3 separate regions of the Mus musculus genome follow, and all the other regions are linked to region 3. Evidence: chromatin contacts called from public Hi-C and capture Hi-C data. All regions are on one chromosome and are shown on one strand. Each heading gives the region's core, a stretch centred on a gene start, on an enhancer-like site or on the middle of the called end of the contact. The rest is flanking DNA. Distances are from core to core; before and after follow the strand shown.

Region 1 (3,891 bases), core at 1,003-3,502, 210 kb before region 3:
GAGGTAGCTTTTAGGGGACAGATGAGTTTACCTCTCCAAGGACAGGTGACACAACTCAGTCACAAACCCAAACTGCAAGGGACCTTGGAGGATCTTCTATCAGCACTACCTCCCCTAACACACACACACACACACACACACACACACACACACACCTGTAGCTTTAATCCCTCACTGTAGTATCTCCATATGGTAAGGTTCATAACCTCTCTAAAGATGAGGATAAGTAGTTTTGTTCTGTTTTGTTTTCCTGAAGATCAACAGTAGTTTCCTTTCTTAATAGCTGTAGCATTCTACGACTAACTGGTGGGAGAAAAAAGTGATTTTTTCCTCTGTTCCTTAGTGTGTATGGACGAGGGAGGAAGAAGAGAAGATAGAAACAGAGTCAGGGGTGGTAGAGAACTGGCAAGATAAAGGATGGGTTTTGTTCTACACCCTGCTCCTCTCACCGCATCTCCCACCCCCAACTAACACTCTAATCCCAACTAAGTGTGCTTTCTTTTGGCAAGGGGGTGCTGTAGAAGCATTTGAACTCACGGCCACTCAGAGGCAACACCAGCTTAATTTATCAGAGATATCTCAGCTTTTCTGTATGTTTCACAAAGCGTGGTTATTCCTTCTAAACACCAACAACAATAAGGAAAATATAAAAATCGAAGAGTAATATAGTAGCTACTTATTTAAACTGATAGAAGTACAACTAATATTTGGGGACCCCATCAGCCTCATCCATCATTAACAGAGTTTAAAGTCCCGGATAAAGGACATCCCTTTGGCTGGGTGGCAGTGATGCAAGCCCTTAATCCCAGCACTACTGAGGCAGAGGCAGGTGGATTTCTGTGAGTGTGAGGCCAGCATGATCTATAGAGCAAATTCTAGGACAACCAGGGCTACATTTAAAAAAAAATTAAGGGGCTTTTTTTTAAGAAAAAAAAAATGGTGGGAAGATTGTTTAACAAGGAAGTTGAAGACAGAGGAACCAATGCTCTGCTCAGGAGCTGCAGGGCTGCAGCTGTGATCCTGGATTGATGGCCCTTGGTCTCCAGTGCCTTTCATCTTATGGAGCTGTAGGAAATTCACGTGCCCTCTTCTGTGTATCCCAGGGAGACTGTCTGGGAAATGAGAATCTGCGTGTGTGTGAGAAGAAGGATCGCACAGACCTGAATCTCCCTCAGATCCTTGTCATGAAGATTCTGAAGGGGGTCGATGAAATTCTGCTTCACTTCCATGTCCAATGAGTCCTTGACCTCCGAGAGCTCCCTCATGGCTTCTCCCACCTCACCGAGAGCAGGACCTGAGAGGGGAAAATGAAGATCTCACACCCTGAAGAATAAAGACAAGCACTCTTTGCAACAACAGCCTTCAAGATGGCTGTGTAGGGATTGCCTCTGTCCTATAACAGCAACAGAGTCTAAGAAAGCCCATAGTGTTCTCAAGACAAAAGAAGTTTTTCTATTTACCACAGTCATTCTGAAAACCAGGCTCCATGGACCCTTTAAAAGGAGGAGTATCCCTCCTTACCAGGAACTGGATATTTTACTCTGAATACTATTTTGCAAGGCTCTCTGTTCTCTGTGATAGGCACTAGTTCTCATTAATATGAGATCAGTTGCAGCTCAATGCTTTTAGCAGAAGCAGATACTAAAAACTGAGGAAAAAGGGACTAGAGAGGTCCCATGTCAATAGGAGTGAAGGCAGAAGGTGCTTGAAGGCAGAAGGTGCTTAGGGTCCTGAGAGCCAGGCAAGAGAGGAGATAGAATAAATTCTATTTTGCCTGGAGCAACAGAATCAGGGATCCCAAACAAATGAGCAGTGGATTAATCCTAGAGAGCCCAGGTGCCAGTGTAGGAATTCACGCTGATTGTGACTGCTCGATCTGCTTTAATACGCAGCTCCTGCCAGATACACCCAGGAAAGTGCCAAGGCATCTGGGCATGTCTGCCGGAACTGTTGTCAAGGCTGGGGTCCCATTAGAGGAAAAGGACAAAAGCTGCGTAGACAAATCACTTTAAACACTGGCAGTCCTAAAATCACATTTCATCCCCCATATATAACATCTACAAGTGAGAATTAAAATATAAGCAGGCTGACTGATGATCTCGAGTTTGCTGTTGTTAGTGGGTTTTGCTTTGTTGTTTTGTTTTGTTTTTTAATCAGCACCACAACCTCCTTGGAGACCTGCAGTATGGCCAAGGCTACTTACCAAAGTTGCAATCATCACCCAGCTCCCTGCCGAACTTGAGCATGGCCTCTGCCAGCAGTGCTTCCGCCTGAGGGTAGCCTGGCCCCTTCTCTTGGCCGCGGATTTTCGACATGGTGTTGATCATACTGAGCTTAGCCCTGGAAGCTGGAGACAAAGGGAGAACAGCCTTTAGGAGATAGCATCACTATTCATAATGGGAACTGGGCTGGCTGGAGAACCAAGCTCCAATCAGCCCAGACATCTACTCGGCTCCTAAAGCTGCACCTTCACTGGGCCTACAGCCCTTGGGTACAATATGTGGGCAACTGAATATACATCAACTCTAAACTTCAACTCCAAGTAGAATTATACTGCAAGGCCAAATACAGGTCTTCACGGGGCAGCAGCATGGTTTGGGTGCTGTCCCCACATCCTCCTGCCTGAAACAGGGCAGAGACTCTGGGGCTTGTACACTGCATCCTAGAAATACCTGACCATATCCTCATCTTCCAGTTTTATTCCTGTTTCATATCTCAACTCTAGGAGTATGTGGATTAAACTAAGAAACGGTGGTGAACTCGTGGGCCTGGGTCTTGTTTCCTTTACAACATGTGTAAAATAAACTATTCTCAAAGTCATCTCTAAACTAAGAATAAAATGCTATATTTATTAAAATATCTAACTACATCTCTTAAACATCTCGGCTGAAGATTGAGTTTGTTTGTCAAAGATTACCTCTCGATTCCTCTTCTCATTTTGTTCTTTGTTTTTGTTTGTTTGTTTGTTTGTTTTCAAGAGGTGCCTAAAGAGTTACTCCCACCCACTTTAGTGGAAGAAGTCATTTTAGTAACACATTACTGAAGACTATGATCTGACTGATCCTAGGTGTCCCCGATTCATTATCAGAGTTGATTACACGCTAACCTGGGACTGAGCCCACAATGCCAGCTGCAGGAAAACCCTTGAGGAAATCTCAGCTGAAAGTAAAAATACCTTCTAGCACGTGGAGACTAGTATTTGATCTTAAACACACAGTTTAAATAGGCTTTTATTTAAACTTTGGGCCTCCAAGATAGAGTAAAAATGAGAAAAATTATCCCCATTCACAAAGTTTATAATAAGCTGAAGGCAGAATCTGTCATGAGAGCAATTAGATTGAAGTGTTTATATTCAATGCCAGGACAGGAGACTCCAATGAGTCACAGAAACAAGGCCTACAGGGTGAAGCACTGTAAGGGAAAATATCCATAGGGAAGCATAATTGAGCCTTGAACCATATAGTATTCAGCAGCAAGTGGCGTTAGTATCACACACAAAGCTGGTGGTGACCGCAACAAAGACAAAATTTACCTTTTATTCACTTCAAGCTTTTGTAGAAAAAAATTTCATACATGTTAGATTTGAGGAAGTGCTTCATAATTACCTATTACCTGGAGTAGACCTGCATAGTCTTTCCCACAGACAGCCATGGCTGAGGTCCAGGAGAGAGCTCCTGCCACACAGCGCCCACACAGAGTAAGGAGTCAGTTAAATAGCTACAACTGGTAAGTACTATGTCAATGCTAGCACCAGACACTAGACAGCCCGACATAGAAGAGCAGAAGCAACATCATACATACAAAGGAAACAAGAGGGTACCAGAAAATGAGGACCGGATGAACAGAAGGAGAGAAGAGATGTGGACACCAGAGAACCACAGTAACTCACAC
Region 2 (3,851 bases), core at 459-2,958, 190 kb before region 3:
CTAAATCACCTTTCCCCCCATTTCTAGCCCTAAACCCTTCTGTGACCTTAACAAAGAATTTCCCCAAGATGCTCTTCAGGTTGCAGAAAGACTTTATCCCTCTTGACTGTGAGTTTTGCATGATATTCATATACAGTGCCAAAGAATATTTGAAGATTCAGCTCAGTATTCTCTCCTCTAGAAGTTTCCACTGCTCTAAGAAGCCCATGTTTGGCTTCTCTCTGGTGTTTTTCAAGGAAATCCTCCCAGGGCACTAAGCACTGTGTCTGATTTGGAATCTATTTATATTCCTGTTTTCCAAACTCAAATTGAAAGCTCTTAGAGGGATTGGTCCTCATGTACAATCCTGTTTCTAGTTCCCAGTACAATGCCTGGCAGACATGGTATTCATTTATCTTCCAAGTGAATTAATGAACATAATAACTACATATCAACCCATTGAAGCCCTCCCCCAGTTAGCATAACTGTAGCAATGGATGTAAATTTAAGAAGCAACCAGAAGTTCCTCAGATTCCAGAATCTTCTATAAACAGCAACAACAGAAATCTGCAGCATTATAATAAAAACAGTGTCCAGTGTCTGGATCACAGAAAGAAATTTAACCTATACTTAATGAAATTGGTAAACAATGGTGACATTTATGGTTAAAATGAAAGCAACCGCACAGCAGGTACTTAGGAGAAAGAGAACTGTCATCTAGAGTAACTACTGGGTCTGTGAAGACGACTCAACCAGGGGCCTCAGGGCATCGGCTAGAGAAGGATATTCTGTGAAAGCAGGAATGGTCTGGGATCGAATCTCAGTGGAAGAGCAGGTTAGGCTGAGACTAGAGAGAACTTCTAGGAACGGCCACCTCCCTCCCAGGAGTGCTGTCTGCTACAGACCTCTAATTTATTTCCTATTGTTGTCTAATTGCACCTCAGAGAGTAAAACTAAATAAAGCTTTCTCCACATCAAACACTTGGTGAACAGAAAACCAACCATGAAAAGGTGATGCGGTGAATCTTCTGTAGGTTTAGAGACACTGAGTTAAAATATTTTTTATGAGTACTTGAATTATTAGCATGAATATTAACGGCTTGATATTCGAAATCCACAGCAAATGCTCTTCAATGACTGTAGAAAAAGCCTATCTTCCAATATGCTCAGCACAATTTGTGTACGAACTTTAGGAAAATCACAGATAAGATAAAAAGACATCCTTTATATTATGCAATATGCAATAAAAATCAAACAAATTTCTACACTGCACTGAAATCTAAACATCTCAAGTTACTTAGAGAAAAACCCAAATGCAGGAACACACATAGGTTCTTCAAGCAGAAGTTTGCTTTATAACAGGAATACTGAGGTTTGAAATAAATACTTCAGTGACTTTTGATGAAATAAGGACCAGAACTCTTTACACTTCATCTTCAGACTCGGAGGACGTCTGTGATATTAGCCTAAAGTAAGATACTTGGCAAGATCCTCTCATTTAAATTAGTCTGTAAGACTGGCATGGATTTCACAGCAAAGTGAGTCTCCGAAGGTCTAATTAGCCGCTCCAGCCTCCTTCGGTTTTCAGTCTCATTTAAGACACAAAGAGCTAGCTTGTCTCTACCGTGAGATACCTAGTTTAGCAGCTTTACTTTGGGCCCATGTGAACTACAGGAATAACTCCTGACACCTGCACACATCAAGTTGCTAACTGCTGGCCTCAGCTTCTGTGATGATGTGGCTCTTAGCCATGCAGCACACTGCAAGACCTCTCAAGGAAAATGAACGAAGGGGAGAAGCTAAGGAGAGCTAAGCAAGTTCCAGAGGCTGGAGCACGTTAACAGATCTCTGGGATCCTCAGGAGAAAGTGAGGCTTTGCTCCTGAGGATGTGTCTCTGTCTGCAGATGTGGACCTGACAAGGGAGGGTAGGCTCCTGTTTCTATCACCAGGAAAGGGTGTTGTTTACCAGCTGTGGTTGAAGATCAGGGGGTATTTACAACCCTCTGCAGATAGGAAACAGAAAGTAGCTGTGAGGTACTGGGTATGGACTTATGACATTCTCTTCAAGCACGGGACCAAGCCCCTCAATACCAATTCACGGTCTTCTCTCTGCATTTCAACACTCACTTATCTGCCTAAGTCTAAACACTTACTTCTTGATAAGAACCTCAAAGTGAAAGAGAAAACATCTTTAATGTCTCAAAAGAAAAAAGATATTTAACCCACAAACTCCAGCTTACTTGCTCAGAACCTATAATGTTTCAGGCAGAATGCGAAATAATTTACTTTGATCCATAATAAGAAATATTCAGTAAGCATTAGGGTTCTCATTCTACTGTCATTTGAAAATAGACAATTCAACAAACACTGGTCTTTTACAGTGAGTGGTAGACATAGAGTGAAGGAAGGCCAAGTCGCCTGGACTCCCAAACTGCTCTCTCTTCAGTATTCTGACCTGCCCCTAGCAGGATGCATCCTACTTGGGAAGTCCACTGCAGTCAGAGAGAGATTCAAAGTCTCTTACAAGATTTGAGACATCGTTCTCCATTTTGTCCTCTCTCATTTCCACCCCACCCAAATTCAACTGCAGCTCTGTACCATACTGATTCGGGAAAGTGATAGCAAAAGCTATGAGGAAAAGTGCAGACCGCATGCTTCTTCACAGAGGCTCTGGAGGGACACAGAGAAGATGGTGTGCTTTCCATTTCTATTTCAAATTACAAAGGGAGGGAGCATGTTTTTCAATGAAACGGATCATTTTGAGACTTGAGTACAGAACGGCTCCACCGTCTTACAGAGGACACCTCCATGCCAAAGGAAGGCCAAGAAGGGAAAACTCACCCTCTCCATCTCTTTGAAGTCATCATCGAGCTTGGTGCCTTCCGCTCCTCCCACCTTCTCACTCACTTTCTGTAGGAGATAAGAACAACAGGGGATCATTAGAAACTGTTTCTTTCCTTCACAAAAAAAAAGGGTTAAAAGTTTTGAGTACTTTTAGAAACAGCACCTAACATGACCTCAGAACCGTTCCCTGACCGTGGTCGGCAGCTCCATTGTCATAGTGTCACAGTATAGTTTGTCTAAGCAACATCCCAAAGGTCACGAGCCAGGTGGCTACTGAATCGGGCACTCAAACCTGCATCTTCTCATTTCAGCCCCAGTGCTCTTTCCGTTACACAAGTCACTTTACAGCGAGCTAGTTGATAACATTTTCCTTTGTAAGTCCTAAGGAACAGCCACATCACACAATAATCATTTCCCTCTGATAATGGATCTAAAATGCTCCTAGGTAGAAAATTGCTACTTGTTCAACCTGTTCCTCAATGGGCTATTGAACAGATAATCACAAGCATCCATTTAACTATTAGAGAAGAAATGAGCCCAGCTGATTCCAGATAAAAGGACTTGCTTTGTCGTCTCCCTGTTTATATCCTCACAGGCCGGCAAGAAGCTACATCAAACTACGTTGAGGGGATTTCCTTGACATTCAATCATTTTCCATTACTATACCGATTTAACTGTCAATTAGAATATGCAGATTATCAAATTTCAATACAAACTTCACGTTAATTAAAAACAGATATACTATCCTTTTCAGAAATAATGATTCAAATCAAGAATAATAAAAATGTATGACAGAATCATAGGAAAAAAAAACCACTGATTTTATTAGACAGGAATATTGATTCTTTTTTCACCCTAACAGTGGCGGTGTACATATATTTTTCCTCTAAGACGTCACTGTGCTATATAGCTTCCATAAGCACGGATACTGAAGCATGGTTTTTAACCTCCTTCAAGAGTTACTTGGCAGAGAGTATTTACAGGGGGCCTCACTGTATTCTGTTTGCAGCCATCTTGAGAGCAATGT
Region 3 (4,005 bases), core at 738-3,237:
GAAAAGAAACCACAATGTTTCAAGCCCCAAGTCAAACCCAGAGGCTGTGGATTGCGTTTCAGGGAGAGGACTTTTGAGAGATAGTTTCACTAAGTAGACCAAGCTGACCTTGAACTCATTGTCTTCCTGCCTTGCCTCTTGAGTGTCCGTGTTACACTTGTCAACGTCTACACCTGGCTAGGATGAGTTCTTGATTTGAAAATGTATCATACAAAGAAGAAGCATTTTGGAGCTAGACACCTCCCAGTTCTGCCCAGTATGGCGAGTTACCAGAACACTCTGAAGTTCAGCCTCCTCATCTGCAAAATATAAAGAGTAAGACTTTCTGGAAAGCTGAAATAAGGTAATTATGCTGGTGTGTGACTACTGGGAATACTGAATTTGTCATTCACAATTCTGTTAAATACATGGACCTGCTAGGAAACCATCAATGATTCTTTATACATTTATAAAATATAAATTTTCTCATCCTTTAAAAATTAACAAAATCTGCTTTCCTGCTATGACCCATAGTAAAACAAGAACTTCTGGTAGATATATTTTCACCCATAATGAATAGTTACTCAAGCAAAAATATTTATTGAAGCTGCTGAAACAGTTGGTAAATATTTGTTGAACACATTCTTTGTTTAGATTCCATGCCAGATATCTCCAATGCTAAAAAGATCAGAAAGACGAGCTGTCCCACTAGGGATGTTTGATTTCTACTAATGGGTGTACCAAGTTAAAACAGTTTCCTTTGTCAGGAGGTGAGGTTGAGATACAAGTAAAATCCCAGCATGGATTTCACATCCCTTACTAATTGTAGAGCAGCGTCTTTCCTTGTGCAAATCTACAATGCCGGTGTTCAAAGGACTCCACAGCAAACCCAGATACTAAAACTCAAAAAGTTTCTTTTCATTTCAGGAAGAAACTTCGTGTTTCTCATACTGTAAAGAGCTGCTGCTTGGGCTCAATCTCAGCCCTGATGCTTACAGGCAGGGCATCCCTAGAGAGTCATTTAGCATCTTTTTGTCCCAAGTACGGTCTATAAAACACGGAATACTGTGGTACGTGGTACATGGGACCATCCACAAGGACTGAATGAGTTTTAACGATGCCTGATTCCGGCAGGAACCCTGTACACTCAGTAGCTATTATGTAAATATTTCTCCATTTGAAATTGTAGCTTATACATATTTTTGGGCGCCATCACATCTTTGTCAATTTCTGTCTCTTCTATGCTCTGTAAAAGCTTATAACCTTTGCTTACAAAGTTGGAGTGTTGTGATAATCTCCTATTTTGGATTGGTTTTTAGTGCCCTTCCCTGTCCAAAGTCCCCAGAGTGATAGCTGTGGTACTTGAGCTGAACCATTCCAGGTTGGGCCAAGGTTGGAAAGCCAGGGCCTGGATGCTGTTGTGTGTTCTGCTGGAGTTGGCTCTATACAGGGACTCATGTTGCCTTCCATCTGGAGGATGGCCAATTCCGGCCTCTCTTGTGCTCCATCTGTTCTGGCACCATAGGTCTCCTCACTTCTCTCCTACAGGGTGCTTCTTATCACACACCCCCAGCATGCCCCCTCACCCCCCGCCAACACACACACACACACACACACACACACACACAGTGCTTCACCTCAATTGTCTCAAGGTGAGCACAACCCCAAAAGATCTGCCAAGCAGAAGTCACATTCCCTCGTGCCTCATCCCGATAGCTAGGAAAACAGCCTGGGCAGCCCAGGCCCAGCCATAGTCTATCTAACAGCTCTTAAAGCTGGAGGGTACGACTTGAGGACACAAATATAAAGAAACACATCTTTTGATCATTCCACCATGAAATAAGGCCAAATGGAGCCCATCTCTCGCTGGACCAGTAAAAACTATGGGGAAATAATCTTCAACATGGAGAACTGGAGAAAAACCGGATTAACTCATTTCACTAAGTGTTTAAGGGAGAGAGGCGATATGCGCTGTGTGTTACTGCCCTCCAGTGTTCACTGGCGTCCGCGACGCTAGGCTTTTACTGGGAATGGGCCTATCTGACTCATTTTGATGTTGATAGCTCGCTTTGTTCAATGTACAGTGAGTTCCGGGTCTTCCAGTGTTTCAAGTTTAGCATTAGAGAGCGTGAGTCTACAAACAAAAAGCAGCAAAGCCCCCAGCAACAGGAAGAACGCTCCGGGGGGGGCGGGGGGGGGGTTGGGTCCGCGAAAGCAATGCTAACCCCTGTAGTGAGTCTTCTAAAATTTATACAACTCAGAAAAGAGGAGGCGCTCCCAATTTCCGCAGAGCCTGCTCAGTCTGCTCTCCATAACAAAAGTCGACGGTCTATCTCTGACTACGTGGCTTTTAGATATTAGGGGTTTGTGCTTTGGGGTTTGACAAAACCAATGAGCCGACTGATCTCTCCTCAGCCTGTCCGTGGACAGAGGGCAGCTGCATTCGGTTGCTTCTGAGTAAACACTTCAAGGTCTACAAGATAACTGGGCATTTCCTCCGATTCCTTCTGAATCCTGTGTTCGTTTTGACGTCCGAGAAGATTCATCTTTCTTCATAGTCATCTTTTCCTCATTGTCATTCCACAAGGATACTGACTGTTTTAGTGTAACTGCACTCTGTGTGTGTGTGTGTGTGTGTGTGTGTGTGTGTGTGTGTGTGTGTGGTCTATTTGTCCTAAGTTAATCTTTTCTTAGACTGCAACTCCCAGAAATATCATAATCTTTATTCTACAGAAGTGTTCAGAGAAGACCAGGAGAAGCAGAATTAGATCTGAACTTAAATGCCTGGCTGCAATGGCCTATTAACTGTCAGTTTATGCTGCTTCTCCTGACAAAACTGTGCAAAGAGGGGCAATAAATATATGGCATTTTTTTTAAAAGTTGAATAAGAGCATTGCTTTCCTTAATTGGGGACGCTTCAGACACTGTTGACCGCAAGTCACCGGCTAGAGTTCTGTCATCTACCTTTTTAGTGATGTTCACAGCAAGAGAGGTGAACGCATCCGAAAGAAATCCTCACCATGACACCACTGCGAATGTGTTCCAGTCAGCCACAGCCATGCTGTGAGACCTGTCCCCAAGCACAGAGTCCAGCATTGTGGTGGACAGCATCAGCAAGCTCTCCCTCAATCCCATGTTAGTTACCACAGCCTCTGAAAAACGAGCACCTCCCATTTTCTTCCATCTCAGAGACCTTTGTGTCTTTACAAATGGCTTCAATTTCCTAGGAGGAAATTTGAGTAAGTTTTGTCCTTGTAAGAAGCTATCAAGGAAGGCAATGTAAAAGAAGTTTGAATGTGTCATTTTAAAACTCAAAAGGAAATAGTGAAACTGGTTTCTTTTCTTCTTTTTTTTAATATGATATTTTCTTTATATACATTTCAAATGCTATCCCGAAAGTTGCCTATACCCTCCCTCTGCCCTGCTCCCCTACCCACCCACTCCCGCTTCTTGACCCTGGCATTCCCCTGTACTGGGGCATATAAAGTTTGCAATATCAAGGTTCCAACTTCAGAGAGAGATTTGATAAGCACAGGACTTTAGAATGGAAATCATCTTTTATTCAAGTCTGCCATCTTGAGGTCAATTAGAGAAACACTTAGTCTTTTTGGAAAATCTATGCCAGATAACAAGTGCAGGGTTTTTGTTTTGTGTTTTGTTTTGTTTTGTTTTTTGGTTGGGGGGTGGGGTAGGGTGCAGGGGCGGGGTACCCTGAGAAATGACAAAACAAATACTGAGGTGCAAAGTAAAACCAAGAACTACTATCTATCGGTGCAGGAACAGGCAATGGCTTTTTGATTCGATCATGGATTGAACTCTCCAGGAAAAGACTGCCAGGAACAAGCACAGTTGAACGCTTGCTGCCCCCATGAGAAAGTCCAGATAGCTCAGCAAGGGTACCAAGGTGCTTGTCCTAGCATCCCACTTTCAGGGAAACAGGGATTTGGATTGGAGATATGAAGCATCTCTTAGGCTCGATGAATCAGTATTGATAGATGATTATTGATAGTTTATCCAGGCGTCTTT

Evidence for each region. Hi-C and Micro-C count contacts between places; a contact is called where the count stands out from the background. Capture Hi-C pulls out chosen DNA fragments and counts their contacts.
Region 1: a Hi-C map of cerebellum shows a contact between it and region 3, with 2.9 times the contacts expected there. The contact joins two enhancer-like sites. A contact is called at or near these places in 4 of 15 datasets of contacts at CTCF or cohesin (embryonic stem cells and stem cell-derived epiblast-like cells), 49 of 484 Hi-C or Micro-C datasets (LSK cells, arterial endothelial cells, cerebellar granule neurons and 26 more), 7 of 115 datasets of contacts at active chromatin or transcription factors (embryonic fibroblasts, embryonic stem cells, expanded potential stem cells and 1 more) and 3 of 9 other capture datasets (adipose tissue, embryonic stem cells and pancreatic islet).
Region 2: a contact with region 3 is called in a capture Hi-C map of embryonic stem cells, with 4 times the contacts expected there. The contact joins two enhancer-like sites. A contact is called at or near these places in 1 of 15 datasets of contacts at CTCF or cohesin (embryonic stem cells), 1 of 115 datasets of contacts at active chromatin or transcription factors (embryonic stem cells) and 1 of 9 other capture datasets (embryonic stem cells).

Annotation. Positions count from the first base shown.
Region 1 is chr4:85,374,797-85,378,687 of GRCm38.p6, reverse strand. Sh3gl2 (SH3-domain GRB2-like 2) reads right to left here. Exons shown (of 9, transcript NM_019535.2): 4 at 2,204-2,347; 5 at 1,161-1,294. Among named protein-coding and RNA genes, the nearest start is that of Sh3gl2, 170 kb to the right of the region's middle. Within about 2 kb of position 2,252, at least 4 of the 459 cell types and tissues checked have an H3K27ac peak or open chromatin away from gene starts, as enhancers often do. A contact at or near this core is called in cerebellar granule neurons and cerebellum, where this site is marked.
Region 2 is chr4:85,346,163-85,350,013 of GRCm38.p6, reverse strand. It overlaps Sh3gl2 (SH3-domain GRB2-like 2), which reads right to left. Exons shown (of 9, transcript NM_019535.2): 2 at 2,822-2,890. Among named protein-coding and RNA genes, the nearest start is that of Sh3gl2, 140 kb to the right of the region's middle. Within about 2 kb of position 1,708, at least 7 of the 459 cell types and tissues checked have an H3K27ac peak or open chromatin away from gene starts, as enhancers often do. A contact at or near this core is called in embryonic stem cells, where this site is marked.
Region 3 is chr4:85,160,908-85,164,912 of GRCm38.p6, reverse strand. No RefSeq gene overlaps it. Among named protein-coding and RNA genes, the nearest start is that of Sh3gl2, 43 kb to the left of the region's middle. Within about 2 kb of position 1,987, at least 17 of the 459 cell types and tissues checked have an H3K27ac peak or open chromatin away from gene starts, as enhancers often do. A contact at or near this core is called in cerebellar granule neurons, cerebellum and embryonic stem cells, where this site is marked.